Linked DNA regions of Mus musculus: region 2 is linked to region 1. A link is a contact called in public Hi-C data. All regions are on one chromosome and are shown on one strand. The core of a region is the stretch at or near the end of the contact, and the rest is flanking DNA. Distances in the headings are between cores, read along the strand shown. Region 1 has its middle 33 kb from the start of Gm46880. Region 2 has its middle 15 kb from the start of Gm46881.

Region 1 (6,746 bases), core at 3,419-5,918:
TTTGCAGGCTTTCTTTGTTTTGCCCTAATCCTAGTCCAGTCTCCTTTTTTTTTTTCTTTTTTAATCATTTATTTATTTATTTATTTATTTACACTCCAGATTTTATTCCCCCCCAGGTCCACCCTTCAACTGTTCCATGGCCCATACCTCCTCACTGCCCCCTGTCTCCAGGAAGATGTCCCCACCACTCACTCCCCACGACACCAGACTTCTAAACTCCCTGGGGTCTCCAGTCTCTTGAGGGTTAGGTGCATCATTTCTGACTGAACCCAGATCCAGTCATCGTCTGCTGTATATGTATTGGGGCCTCATTTTAAATATTCTCTAGACCTTTCTGTGAACACAACCATTTTCTTCCACTCACTGTTGTATGTTGGACATATCTTAGAGATAGTTATTCCTTCAAAAGCTATTGATTGTGAGGAAGGGTGGCTGACAGCACAAGGGGTTATGCCTGAAGGTGCTTTGAGCACAGGGATGTCCTTTGTATGAGACAAGCTGCTATTTGTCAGTAGCAGATATGGTTTTTTCAGAATAATGGATTAGGACACATCTGAGGTTGGGCCCTCTTACTGACACTGTAGTCATGAGAGAACGCACTCTATGCTTTATGTTTCAGCCTTCTCAACAATGACATGAAAGGTTGGAATAGGCTCAAGTGAAATTTGACCCTCAGGTTTCTTTTCTCTGCATATTGCAGGGTATGCTAGATTACCGATGCACAAATGTAGGAGGAGTCACAGCTAACATTCCTAACTTTGGTCTCAGACAAGCAAACTGGAGCACATTAGGCAACTTTACAACTTTAAGACTATTTTTCCCACTTTGTATGAACTGATGGGAGTTCCCGGCAGCAGGGCCTCTCTCTAAGTTTTCCAGTGGGCAGACAGTGATTGGCAGGCACTCTGGAGTGTTTTGGGAGCTGGGTGATATCCTGCCTATGCCTGTACAGGCACAGTCACTTCTTTCCTCAATAACACAGAAAGAACACTACGAGACAGACTCTACAGTTCATAGTGATGAAAGAGGAGCTGGGAACAGGGGGCTGAGGGAGGATGGGTGTCTTAGTCAGGGTTTCTATTCCTGCACAAACATCATGACCAAGAAGCAAGTTGGGGAGGAAAGGGTTTATTCGGCTTACACTTCCAGACTGCTGTTCATCACCAAAGGAAGTCGGGACTGGGAACTCAAGCAGGTCAGGAAGCAGGAGCTGATGCAGAGGCCATGGAGGGATGTTCCTTACTGGCTTGCTTCCCCTGGCTTGCTCAGCCTGCTCTTTTTATAGAACCCAAGACTACCAGCACAGAGATGGTCCCACCCACAAGGGGCCTTTCACCCTTGATCACTAATTGAGAAAATGCCTTACAGTTGGATCTCGTGGAGGCATTTCCTCAATTGAAGCTCCTTTCTCTGTGATAACTCCAGCTGTGTCAAGTTGACACAAAACTAGCCAGTACAATGGGAGACACAAATTGAAGACAGAAGACAAAATAAAACATATCATAAAAACGCAAAATATTGAAGGGGAGTGTTTAGGAATAAGAGCATGCAATGTGCCTCATCTCCCCGTGATACTGTGGCAGCTTGGCTTACCCCATGATACTGTGGGCAGCTTGGCTCGTTTGAGGGCTCAGCCGGTGGGCATCATTGCACAGAATGACTTCCAGATTCTCAGTATTGTATAACATTGACCAGTTGTTCCCTGGAAAGCTTAGAAATATTTAGAAATCTTCCAGGGAACTAGCAGTTTGGAATATCTAATCTACCGAAAAGAAAAATACAACATAGAACAAGCTGGATTCTGGAGATTAGTAAACATACATTAAAATGATATTAAGTGATTGATTGTAGCATAGTTTCAAAGAACATGCCACTCTGAATTGATTAAGAATCAGCTTGATGGCTGGCTAGAAGAGCATATTTTCTAGCAGGATATGCTCACCAGGCAAACAGAGACTTCTTCCTCTCCTCTGGTGAAGTGGTTGGACCCTAACTTTTGAAGTTGGTTTTATTAACCATCTCCACTGAACAATTTGCTATCACCAGCCAGTGGTTTCTAAAGATACAGCAGAGAAATGTCCTCTCAGGGAATGGTATACGGTACTGCATACTGAGAAACAACAGAGAGCTTTAGTTCTTTTCCCTCCAGGAATACTAAAACGTATCAGTTTAACTTTTCAGTGACTTGGAAATGATCGGAAGCCTTTTCCTTCCTTCTTTCCTTCCTCCTTCCCTCTTTCTCCTATCTTTTCTCTTACTGTCTTCACATAGGGTCTCAGTCTATAGCCCAAATTAACCTGGCATTCTTAGCCTTTCACCTATTGATACTATAGGTATAAGCCACCATGTTCAGCTTGGGCAATTTTCAAATGAACATAAGTTTATGGTTTAAAAACAAAACAAAACAACAACAAAAAACAAACAACAAAAATAAATCAAAAGACACACAAAGCCAAAATAACCCCCAAACACTTTTCTTACCTTTAAAAGAGGTAAACACATACATGAGTCTATATAAGAGAAACAGCTGTATGAGCCCAGGGGGCAGATTTTTGTGACTCAAGTCAACATTTCAGTTGTTTTCTTAATTTACTTCTGTTTAGTCAAGTGAAAAGCAAACTCTTGTAAGTTCTGGGCTTAACTCAAATTCAGAAGACTTGTATACTTCATTGATATCAATATTGTTTAAATGCTGGGAATATAATTCAGTGAATAGAGTCCTTGGAGCATGTGCAAAGCCCAGGGTTTAATGTCCATCATGGATGAAAGCAGGTATCATGGTGCCCAGCTGGAATACTGCACTCTGGACAAAAAGACAAGAGAATCAAAACTTCAAGATCAGTCCTGGCTACACAGTGAGCTGAAGGGAAGCCTTGGCTACGTGAGACTTCGTTAGGAAAAAAATAATTTACAAAATATATATACAAATATGGAAAAGCATATACTTAAATGTATAATAGTGAAATAATTTAGTGAACAGTTTTTATAAATGTACTTTATAAAAATAATCAATGTTTTATAAATGTACTTCTATATATTATATTAATGTTCTAGATAGTTCAGACAACAACATCCAATGTTCCCCAAAAGTTAATGACACTAAATTTTTATAATGTCATTTGAGAAGACTCAGGAGAATCACTGATTTTGTGTTCAAGAGCTGCTGATTGGTTATGCTTTATATTAATTAATTTTGGAGTTTACTTGAATCACTGTATATGGCAATAAAAGGAGCCCAAAATTTGAGTTAGAGAGCCTACATCAAAGAACTACATAAAATAAATCAAATGTATTCTTCTAGACAAGTTTCTTAGTAATATGGAGCCTCAGATTTTTACTGATAATTGAGAAAGGTATTCATATATTGTTGGAAAGATTATGAGAGATAATATATAGAAAGTATTTTTATATTATGAACACAATAAGGAAAGAACCATTTTAATCACTAACAATAAGCAATATTTTCTTCTATTTAAGAAAAGTGACTGGAAGAATAATTCCTTTTCTCAGTCTGTTTTGGAAAAAAGAAACAAAACCTTAGTGTTATTATCAAAATCTCTGTTAAAAGAAGAAAAAATCTAAGGCATCTTAATAACTTCAGTTGACTACTAAATCTTTCTCATTTATGAAGACACTAATTTCAGTTTGTTAAAATAAACAAAGCAGTTATATATGCATTTCCAATTACTCAAAGATGAGACCTATTAGCCAATGGAATTAACATGTAGTAGTAAAATATATAAAGAGAAAGACAATCTTGAAAGAAATTATTTGTAAACATCTTTCCCACGAAACAATTATAAAATAAAGGAAGTATCTTAATCCCAGCATTGTTTTAAAGGCCATGATAAATTAGCAAGTGCTTTGGTCACTCTTGGTTTCTAAGGCTTTCTGAGATATTGGAGAAAGTAAAAGCACTAATATGAAGCTACATAAACCTTGGTATATTGTAATTCCTTAAATGACCAAAACAATACTGACTGTGTATGCATCTCTTCTGCAACTGGGGGTTGCCAAGTCCTGCTGGAGGATGAGTCTTCCACACCTTCTGACAGTGTCCTCTCTCTAAGTGGCAAACATTACAGGTAATCATTTCTATGACACAGCAGCCATGTTTGTCTATGGAATATTCATAGCAGCGAGTCTGCTGCTCAAAATGAGTGAAAGCTCTGTTGCAGATAGTCTTATCCAGCAAGAATTCTCTAGATTCTCAGGAAAATCTATGTGAGTGAGCAGGACTAGAGATGTGTCTCTGAAGTTGATGGGCTTCCTCCACTATAAAGGAATTCTTCAAAGAGAATGGACAGGAAGTCACTTCTCTATTTTTGGAACTCATTAACAAACAAAAGCAGACTATATGTGCCTTCCACACCTATGAACAACTTCCAAGTGACCTTTTATTTATATCACCACCACCCCCCCCCCCAAAAAAAATTCTCCGGTAAGCAATTTTCTATGCACAGAGTTATTCCTGTAGTTTGGCAGATGAGGGGCGGGGGAGGCGAAGAGGACCACAAACACTAAGAATCAAATGCAAGCTCAGCTCGTCAGTTCCTCTGCCAAAAAGTGCGCTGAAGCCAACGGACCTCCCACGTTCTCCATAGTGTGCTTCTGTGCATGGTGATCTGCAAATATTATCATTCCATGACAATGCAGTTTCATCAAGGTACGTCTCAATCCATGGGATACGAGTCCCACACAACAGACGGGGACTTTGGCGGAGCTGTGTGCACGCTGCGTGTGTTACTTACTGGTTATATTGCGGTGGCCACACTGAGTCCCGTATGGCGCAGTATTAACGAATGGCATGCAAGCACCTTCTGTCGAAACATCTGCGACAGGGAAATTTCAGGCATTTTTCCAGAAAATTTTTGTGCTCTGGACCAAATTTTCATTAGGACTCTGAAACCTGGCAAGCAGCATTGTTGTGTATGATTTTTTTTTTTTTTAAATAAACTGGGACATGCCTTTGTTACAGGAGCGAGGGAAAGGGCCCTGCCATGGCTCCCTTCTATTCTAAAAAGTTCAGGAAACATATGACAGCTCACAAAATAACATCTCCCAACTTTTGGCTTTTTGTCGACATACAAATAAAATTCACAGTTTGGGATATGTAGCTTTTCCCATCTCAGGGTAAGAGATTCCAATGGAGGCTTCCTCAAGAAACGGTTTGTGAGGAGGACATGCTAGCAACAGGGATGATTTGTTCGTGTTTCATTTTTGATGCTGGCTGCCAAAAAAATAAATAAAACAAATCCACGCAAGAGTTTTTACTTGTTTTAAGGGGACAGCATGTCCCAGAATTAGGAAAAATAAATCAAAGAGCAGGGTGCATTTTGTACATGCCTGCTTGAACTCATAAAACACACGAATCAAACAAAGAGCAGGCTTCATTAATGTCACTCACAGAAGTATGAGTTTTTTTCCATTTTCTTTCTTCAATAATCTCTCTACTATACTAATGGAAACTAGAAAAACACCCTTTCATAATTTTTAAATTCCCTATGCCCTTCTATAAACACTAATGCAAAGCAAACATGTTTGGCAGTTAATATGTGCATTATCATTATGTAAATAGGCATGTTATCATTATAATTCAATGATGTTGTTCTTGGTAAGCCCCCCCCACTACACATATTATCCAATTTCAGTCATAATGCGTATTATACCGCCGGGGCTTTATAAGCCCTCTAGATCACAGGGAATAAGTAGACTGTATATAACAAGAGGTTTCCCACATATGCACAGATACTGGATGCAGCGACTGCCAGACAGACAGAGGCTGCTTCCCATTGTTCAGTTCCACCACAGCAATGTGCGGAAGCCTGAGATTAGTATCCATTTTACTGTTCAAATTGAGTACCACATTATGACATTTTATACTGACAACATTATAAGTTGAAATGATACATTTAAACTCCATGAGATGACTTGATCTAGCACTAACGTAAAATAGGCTGTGTATCTGAACCTTATATGAACTAGGAACAACTCATGTCACAGTCTGTTTGGAAATGTTACAGTGTTTGCATAAATCCATTGCTTATGCATAAGCACCAGGGAACCAGAATCCTGAGGCAGGCAGTAATCTATAAAGTTCTCACGGCGCTTGATAAGCATGCAAGGTGCATCGTACATCCTCCTTAGTGAATTGCAAATGTTTATGCAAGAAGGAGCACATAGCTGCATCTTGCATGAAAAGATCAGCAGAGATTTCTTTAGTAGGGATGGGAAGACAGCAGAGAAAGAATTGGCAGAAGGAAGATGAAAGGCTTGGTATATCATTTAGTCTATTTGGGCTCTTAAAACAAAATCTATTGTAAGAAATAGATTTGGAGGTTTTTAATCATCATAGTCTGTGGTCCAAATTACTCGACTTATCACTATTTTTTGTCTGTTTGTCTGATTTACCTATAATAGAAAGGGTTAAGTCATTAATGAAAGGATGCCGTGCCTCATTGATTCATAGGTTCTTTGTTTTTATAGAATCAGTAGCTATGATGTCTGAAGCAACAAAACAAATGATCAAATGATGTTTTCCCCCCTTTGTTTAAATAATGCTGTCACTATTCTGTTTCACATTCTTAAGGAGAATGCTGCTTGGCTCATTGTTAATCTGATAAGACAGCATAAATTGCTTAAAGATTCAATGTCTATAAGTTTAAAATGCATTAGCACTAGGTTCTGATTTAGAGGGTGAATTAGGTGCTATTTTTCATTTGTCCGCCACACCTTTTGTTAAGCAC
Region 2 (7,400 bases), core at 20-2,519, 290 kb before region 1:
AGCAAATGGTGACTCCCAAATAAATCTTTCCTTCCTTCACTTCCTTCTATTACCTGTTCATCCACATTGATGAGACATTTAACAAACACTGATTATCTACATTCTGTGTTTGCAGTTTTGTATCTCATTCTTCCCAAACTTACCCCAGGCATCATTTAAAGCAAAAGCCTGTGTGGTTAACAGAGCCTTGAAAATTAGTGCCACCTCACCTACCCACTGTTGATGAACTCAAAGTGTGGGCAATTGGAACTCTGGCCAACTGTCACCAACATGACAGTGAAGCCTTTGAAGCTAGTACAGTGGACAAAAAAATAATGGGTACTGAAAAATAGGACCCTGGTGACTTTGTTCAGTGTGTGTGTGTGTGTGTGTGTGTGTGTGTGTGTATACACTGGGTCTCAGGTAACTCAATTTAGTCTCAAAATTGCTATGCATCCAAAGATGGGCTTGCACATCTGATCATACTTTTGTCACCTCCTGAGCACAGGGTTACATAAGTATATTTTCAACACCTTGTTTGCATGCTGATAGGGATGGAACTTATGCCTGCTAGGTGAACACTCTACCAAATGGCCAGCACCCTCAGCTTTTAACTAAATCTTTATCCAGTTGACTCTATGCTAGCTAGTGCTTTAATTTATGAATTAAATTGGCTGTTAAATCCTGTTGGCTTTAAAGAGTTGCTTTTGTTGACTGAATCTTAGAGTGTATTCTGCTAGAGTATTTCCATTTGAACAAGAATTGGTGAATTTAGCTCACATCGAATAGAGTTGTACATGTATTATCTGCTACATTGTCTATGGCTTTTTCCAGGTCCCTCAACTTATGGTATACCTATATGGTGTATGGTATACACCTCCTGAAACACAGCCTTCTATATGAATTTTCCCAGTGTATATATGTCTCATAGTCTTTGAGATTGATGCATATTTTTGAACTGCTTAGAAGCTTTCATCATGTTGGGCAGCACTGTCTTATCTTAGTCCTTCTATGGCAGTGGTCAAGACCTCAAAGTTTCCCCACAGCAGCAGCAGCATAAATGCCGGTGTGTGGAACTCCAACAGTCATATCCTGTGAGAGCCAGGAATGATGAGTCGTTTCAACAGTCCTCCACTGCATCTGTCTCATATGCTGCATGCGATTTGTGAGAAGTATCCCTCTAGTTTTCCCATAAAACTAACATCAGTGTTTACCTATAAACAGACACAGAAGTCACTGCCGACTGTACTCTGCTTTGTATACAATCCTATTATATAAAGAGCTCAAGCAGCATGTCTGTCTGCCGAGATGTGTGTGTTCTCCTCTCCAGCTGCCAACCACCTAAATTATTCAGCAAGCCCTGATCATGCCAAGTTTTTAGTCAACAATGGAGATCCTGCCAAAGAGCTAATAATGTTAAAAAAAAAAGCAATGTTTGTGACAATTAACGGAGCCTGCAGCCTGCAACACACATTGGACTCATTTGTAAAGGAAAATTTAAATGATATGCTTCATTATAAATGGTCCCATGCAGCACATTGCTAATCAACCAACGCAGCTTCTTCATCTCCTTTACCAACCCCTCCCAGCTTCCTTTCTGATAAACCCGAATGACAGCACTGTGTCAAGACCCTTGGCCACTGCTAGCTGCAGTAGTAAATGTGCTGTGCTTATCTATCAGTATTATAATCAGTTTAGATCGAACTGAATAATTAGCTGGAATATGGATGAACAGAGCACCAACCTCTTATCTTGTCTATTAATAATCACAAGTATAACTTCACAGTCAAATCAAGAGGTATGTTACAGTTCCCCTGAGAGCCTGTTTGGGTAAAACCCCCTGTGACTGTACAATTTAAGCAGTGCAGATGGGACAGCGGGGCCAATAATGACAAGCTGACAGCTGCCAAACATAGTGATCCTTCCCCAACTCCAGAATGAGAGGGAGGAGGGAGGAAGGGAAGTAAGGGAGGGGAAAAAATGCCAAATGCCTATTATTTTTCAAAGATGTTGTAAGATGAAGATCAACAGGGGAGGAGAAGAGAGGCCAGGAGACTTGTGGGTTCAAGCCCAGAGCCACACCCTCCTGGAGGATGCTGAGCTCAGAGTTATTGTATGCACACCTTGTCCCTGTTCTTCAAGGCTAGCGCCTGCTCCCTCTATGGAGACAGTTCTTTAGGCTATAACAATATTTTACACATAGAAGTGATTCATCTCTAAGTGTGTCTTTTTTAAAAGTAAAGGACAAAATGTAGCTTGTGAGAAAAAAAATGCATTTTTAAAACTTCCAAGCTTTTACAAACAAGCTCTTATATGGACTATGTAGCGCCCCCTCCTTGGTTGCTTCAATTTGTAGGTCAGTTTGTTGAAAGTTTCCGGCCCTCATCCCAGAAACATTATACACATATGTAAATGTAACTTCCATATTTACATTTACATATTTATATTTACATATGGTCTCTTGACTTTTCCTGGGGATGATGTGAGCAAATGTCTGTTCACTCCATATAGGGCACAACAGACCAAGGTACCAATTCTGCTTGATTCTAAGCTGGTGAGTCAATGATTTGATTAGTCTTACTCCTAGAGCAAGAGGGAGGGGTTCTATAAGAGCATGTATAACTTCCAAACAGCTTCATCACACAAGGTACCACACTATTATAGATGAAACCCCATGACAGTTGCATAGTGCAGCACCACTGTAGTGTATGTTTTAGTATACTCTAGCATCTACCAAGGTCACTTGCAGTGGTGGGAAAGCAGGGATGGGATCAAGGATGAATGCCTAGTGCCAATCATATGAAGCTCCCTTCTGTGGAGTGTCAAGATCATCATTACAATTGACATGGACTTCACAGTCACTGCAATGTTCTGCTTGCCACATGGGCACTACGGCCAGGCCAGGGTTATCTCTGCTTGAATATGGCTACGGGATAAAAGCCATTATGGCATTAGCACAGAAGTTTATAATGAAACAAGATACAATGAGGAAAGGGAAAAACCCTCATATCCAGACTGGGCAAGGCAACCCAAAGAGAAGGAAAGGAGTGTTGAGTGCAGACTGAAGAGTCTCGGAAGGTAGATGGAAGGGCATGGATCTGGTGAGGAGGGCAGCTGAGAGAAGCTGGGATGAGCGGAGGGAGAGAAAATTGTAGCTTGGGTCTATTCTATGAAAAAAGTATTTAATATTAATACAAAATTCAGCCGCCAAATGCAGATACCATTGCACACACTAGCAAGATTTTGCTGAAAGGTCCCTGATATAGCTGTCTCTTGTGAGGCTATGCTGGGGCCTAGCAAACACAGAAGTGGATGCTCACAGTCAGCTATTGGATGGATCACAGGGCCCCCAATGGAGGAGCTAGAGAAAATATCCAAGGAGCTAAAGGGATCTGCAACCCTATAGGTGGAACAACAATATGAACTAACCAGTACCCCCCCCACCCCCCCACCCCCGCCCCAGAGCTAGTGTCTCTAGCTGCATATGTATCAGAAGATGGCCTAGTTGGCCATCAGTGGAAAGAGAGGCCCATTGGTCATGCAAACTTTATCTGCCTCAGTACAGGGGAACGCCAGGGCCAAGAAGTGGGAGTGGGTGGGTAGGGGAGTGGGGGGGAGGGTATGGGGGACTTTTGGGATAGCATTGGAAATGTAAATGAGGAAAATACCTAATAAAAAATTAAAAAAATAAAGAAGTAATGAAGTCTTTCATAAGATTAGCAGAATAATAAATGAGTCTAGTTTGTGGGAAGAGTTGTACGCAAGCAACAAGAATTGTATAGTTCTTCATGTTTTCCAAGGCCCTTCACCTCATGGACTCGTGCTCCTATAATATTATTAATTACTCAACTAAACAGTCATATGTGAATTTTGGAAATTTTAGAGTACTCTCCACTGCGATATTGTTGACGGAAGTTTATAGATTTCTTCACCAACTTTTTACTTCTTCCTCCACCTGCTCCTCCTGAGGTCCTACTGCATGCAAACTACTAGGCTGAGTTTTGAGGACCAAGATATGAGATTGCGTTTTCTAGATATTACAGGGAAGATGAGTCCATGAAACCTTAACAATATGGCTGCCTAAAAAATCTGATGGCACTGAGGTACATTTCCTGTATGCAGCAAAATGCTCGGTCCTGTCTATGTATCAGTCTGTTAGTCTATGACATTTTATTGGGGGAATTGAGTCCATTGATGTTAAGAGATATTAAGGAAAAGTGATTGTTAGTTCCAGGTGAGGAATTAACAATGCTAGAGGTGGAATTATGTTTGTGTGGCTATCTTGTTGTGGGTTTGTTGAAAGATTACTTTGTTACTTCTTCTAGGGTGTAGTTTCCCTCCTCGTGTTGGTGTTTTCCATCTATTATCCTTTGTAGGGCTGGATTTATGGAAAGATATTTTGTAAATCTGGTTTTGTCATGGAATATCTTGTTTTCTCCGTCTATGGTAATTCTGAGTTTTATTGGGTATAGTAGCTTGGGCTGGCATTTGTGTTCTCTTTGGGTCTGTATAACATCTGCCCAGGATCTTCTGGCTTTCATAGTTTCTGGTGAGAAGTCTGGTGTATTCTTTCTCTCTTAAAATAATTATTTTATTTTGTTTGCTGAATATTAACAGTTGAAAATATTAATATCATGTTCTACTAACATCATGGAAATCATATTTATAATTTTTCTCACTGTGCTTGAAATTAGCATTTTCTTAATATTTAACTTCAAAGAGTTTTTGCTATTTTGAAATTTTTAAAATATAGTTACTGATAAAATAGTTTCTTTCCTAGAAACACTGATAATCTTTTTAAAGTAAACTTATAGCTAGACAATGTACACAGATAGATAATGTGTTTTAAATACTCTCTATGTCAGGTGGTATCATATTTCTTTATGATTCATTTTTAATATTTTGTGTTCTTTTATTATGCTTAATTCCCAAAGAATATTTTATATGTTTTGAAACAATTTGGTATTCAACATAAGATATAGGATCCTCAGTTATGGATAGTATTAAATGTTCATTAGTGATATTTTTAGGGTATGAAAGGATATTAATATAAAAGTTGAACAATTATTAATGTATTATTTGATTCTCAAAATTCTCAATAATATTAATATGTTTGATGTATAAAATGCATTTAAATAATAAAAAAATTTAAAACCCTGATGACACCAGTTGTGAAAACATGGATAGAGAAGTTTTATAAGACCCTGTTCCTAATAATGATATACAGGCAATCAAATGCAGCTGAGGAGTTCTTTTCATGGATAAGCCCCTGAGAGGTTATCCAATCCTAAGCAGAACTTAACATATACAAGCTATAAACAATCTTGAATAGACTCAGTAGTGTGCATGTGTGTGTGTGTCTGTGTGTTTGAGGTATGGTGTGTGTGTATGTGTGTGTGTGTCTTTGTGTTTGAGGTATGGTATGTGTATCCTTAAATGTGCTATATACTAAAGGATAACCTTGACCTTAGACCCTTCTCCTTTTATCTTCTGCATCAGTTCTCAACCTGTGGATGGAAGGATCCTTTCACTAGGGCTGCAATTCAGCTATCCTGTATAGCATATGTTTACATTATAATTCATAACAGTAGCATAATTATAATGAAATAATTTTATAGTTGGGATCACCACAACATGAGGAAATGTATTAAAAAGTCACAGTATTAGGAAGGCTGAGAACCACTGATCATCTGAGAGCTTAGATTACAGCTCTTAGAATCCCTTAGATTTTTGGAAATCTATGACTTGTATGTCTTCAGATCCCTTTTCTGTGGCATTTGGTATTGATACCAAGGCTTCTAGCATCCACTAGCTGGTAGGCAAGTGCTCTTCCAGCTAACTTAAATCCTCTTCTCTTTAAAAATTTCTTTTGAAAGACTTATTTTATTTTATGTACAAGAGAATATTGCTCTAATAATGGACATGTATGCACCATAAACCTGCATTGTGCCTGAAGAGTTTGGAAGAGGGCATCAGATCTCTTGGAGCTGGAATTATGGACAATTATGAGCTACCATGTGGATGTTAGTAATTAAGCCCAGATCCTCAGCAAAAATAAGTGCTCATCTGCTGAGCCACATTTCCAGCCCTGCTTCTAAAGACCTTAGTAAAAAGATTTCAGGTGGCTCTTTAATAGAAAAAGGCAGAAGAAAGGTTGACAAGAAATGGGGCAGTGAGAAAACTATTTCAAAAGAAAAACTTATTGCATTCAAATGTGGATGTGAAGAAGTAGCTGAAAAGGGAACTGGTGGTGAAAGAAAGGATTAGTATTTTTGTAGCTGCGAAGATCCTTGTATGCAAGAGGGCAAGATGGCTGCACAGGACACTGCAGTTGGTCTTACAGCACTTCACAGATGTGTGACCATTTCTGGAAGTTGGCTGGTGGGAAGTACACTGCCAGGAACTGTACTTGCTGAAAACAGAAAGAAACTGGCAGTTCTTCACAGGAAGATGGCCTCTAGTTCAGAAGTGGCTCTAAACGATATGACACCTTGCTAAGTCTTTAGACTCTGGTCATGTCCTCCATATGTCCTCAGGCTCTGCAGGCCAGAATGGGACAGGCCCTAAACTTTAGCACAACTCACTCCATGACAGAAGTTCCAACCAGGCTGTAAAACTCAGCACTTACATAGCACTACTTGGTAAAAAAACAACAACAAAACAATACAAACAAACAAAACAAAACAAAACAAAACAAAACAAAAACTCAAATACCTAACCCATCATAGTTCTGGAAAAGTCTCTAATTGTACTAACTTTGCCTTATTGCCATCTGGCTAACTGTTCTTGTTAACCACAGTATGTCAATCCAGAAAATGCATGCATGTATGTATGTATGTATGTATGTATGTTTGTATGTATGTATGTATGCATGCATGTACTGTACTTAAAGGCTCACCTTGACAAAGACTCAGAGATACACTGTATCCTGAATACCCATTGTAGTCATTGACCTGCTAATAAAAACTTTCTACTGGCTCATCTCATGTCTGGGTGTATTCTCTGATGAATATTTCCGCAAGAAGAACCATTTGGTGAGGACTATATTTTCTTGAAGATTTTAAAACATTCCATTCTTATTCAGATTAAAGGTTTTACTTTCCTTCCTTCCTTCCTTCCTTCCTTCCTTCCTTCCTTCCTTCCTTCCTTCCTTCCTTTCTTTTTTCCTTCCTTTTCTTGATGTTCTCGTTCATAGAAGGCTTGTGGCTAGATGCTTGTCAGATCCTTTATCTGTATGTGAAGTCCTGGGACAACCAGGATACTTGTGTTGTTTTATTGGTATTGTTTTTCACTTTCTAGAGCCTTTTTCTAGACTTTGCTTTACTAAATCTTGGAATGGTTTTCTATTTTGGTTCTTAATATTTCATTTTTAAAAAGACCCATTGTACCTATATTGACTCTTATTATATATCTATTATTAT

The links. Hi-C and Micro-C count contacts between places; a contact is called where the count stands out from the background.
Region 2: a contact with region 1 is called in a Hi-C map of ventral hippocampal neurons, with 1.6 times the contacts expected there. The contact joins two enhancer-like sites. A contact is called at or near these places in 3 of 484 Hi-C or Micro-C datasets (cerebellar granule neurons, cerebellum and ventral hippocampal neurons).

Annotation. Positions count from the first base shown.
Region 1 is chr4:13,246,638-13,253,383 of GRCm38.p6, reverse strand. No RefSeq gene overlaps it. Among named protein-coding and RNA genes, the nearest start is that of Gm46880, 33 kb to the left of the region's middle. Within about 2 kb of position 4,668, at least 18 of the 459 cell types and tissues checked have an H3K27ac peak or open chromatin away from gene starts, as enhancers often do. A contact at or near this core is called in ventral hippocampal neurons, where this site is marked.
Region 2 is chr4:13,530,965-13,538,364 of GRCm38.p6, reverse strand. No RefSeq gene overlaps it. Among named protein-coding and RNA genes, the nearest start is that of Gm46881, 15 kb to the right of the region's middle. Within about 2 kb of position 1,269, at least 11 of the 459 cell types and tissues checked have an H3K27ac peak or open chromatin away from gene starts, as enhancers often do. A contact at or near this core is called in ventral hippocampal neurons, where this site is marked.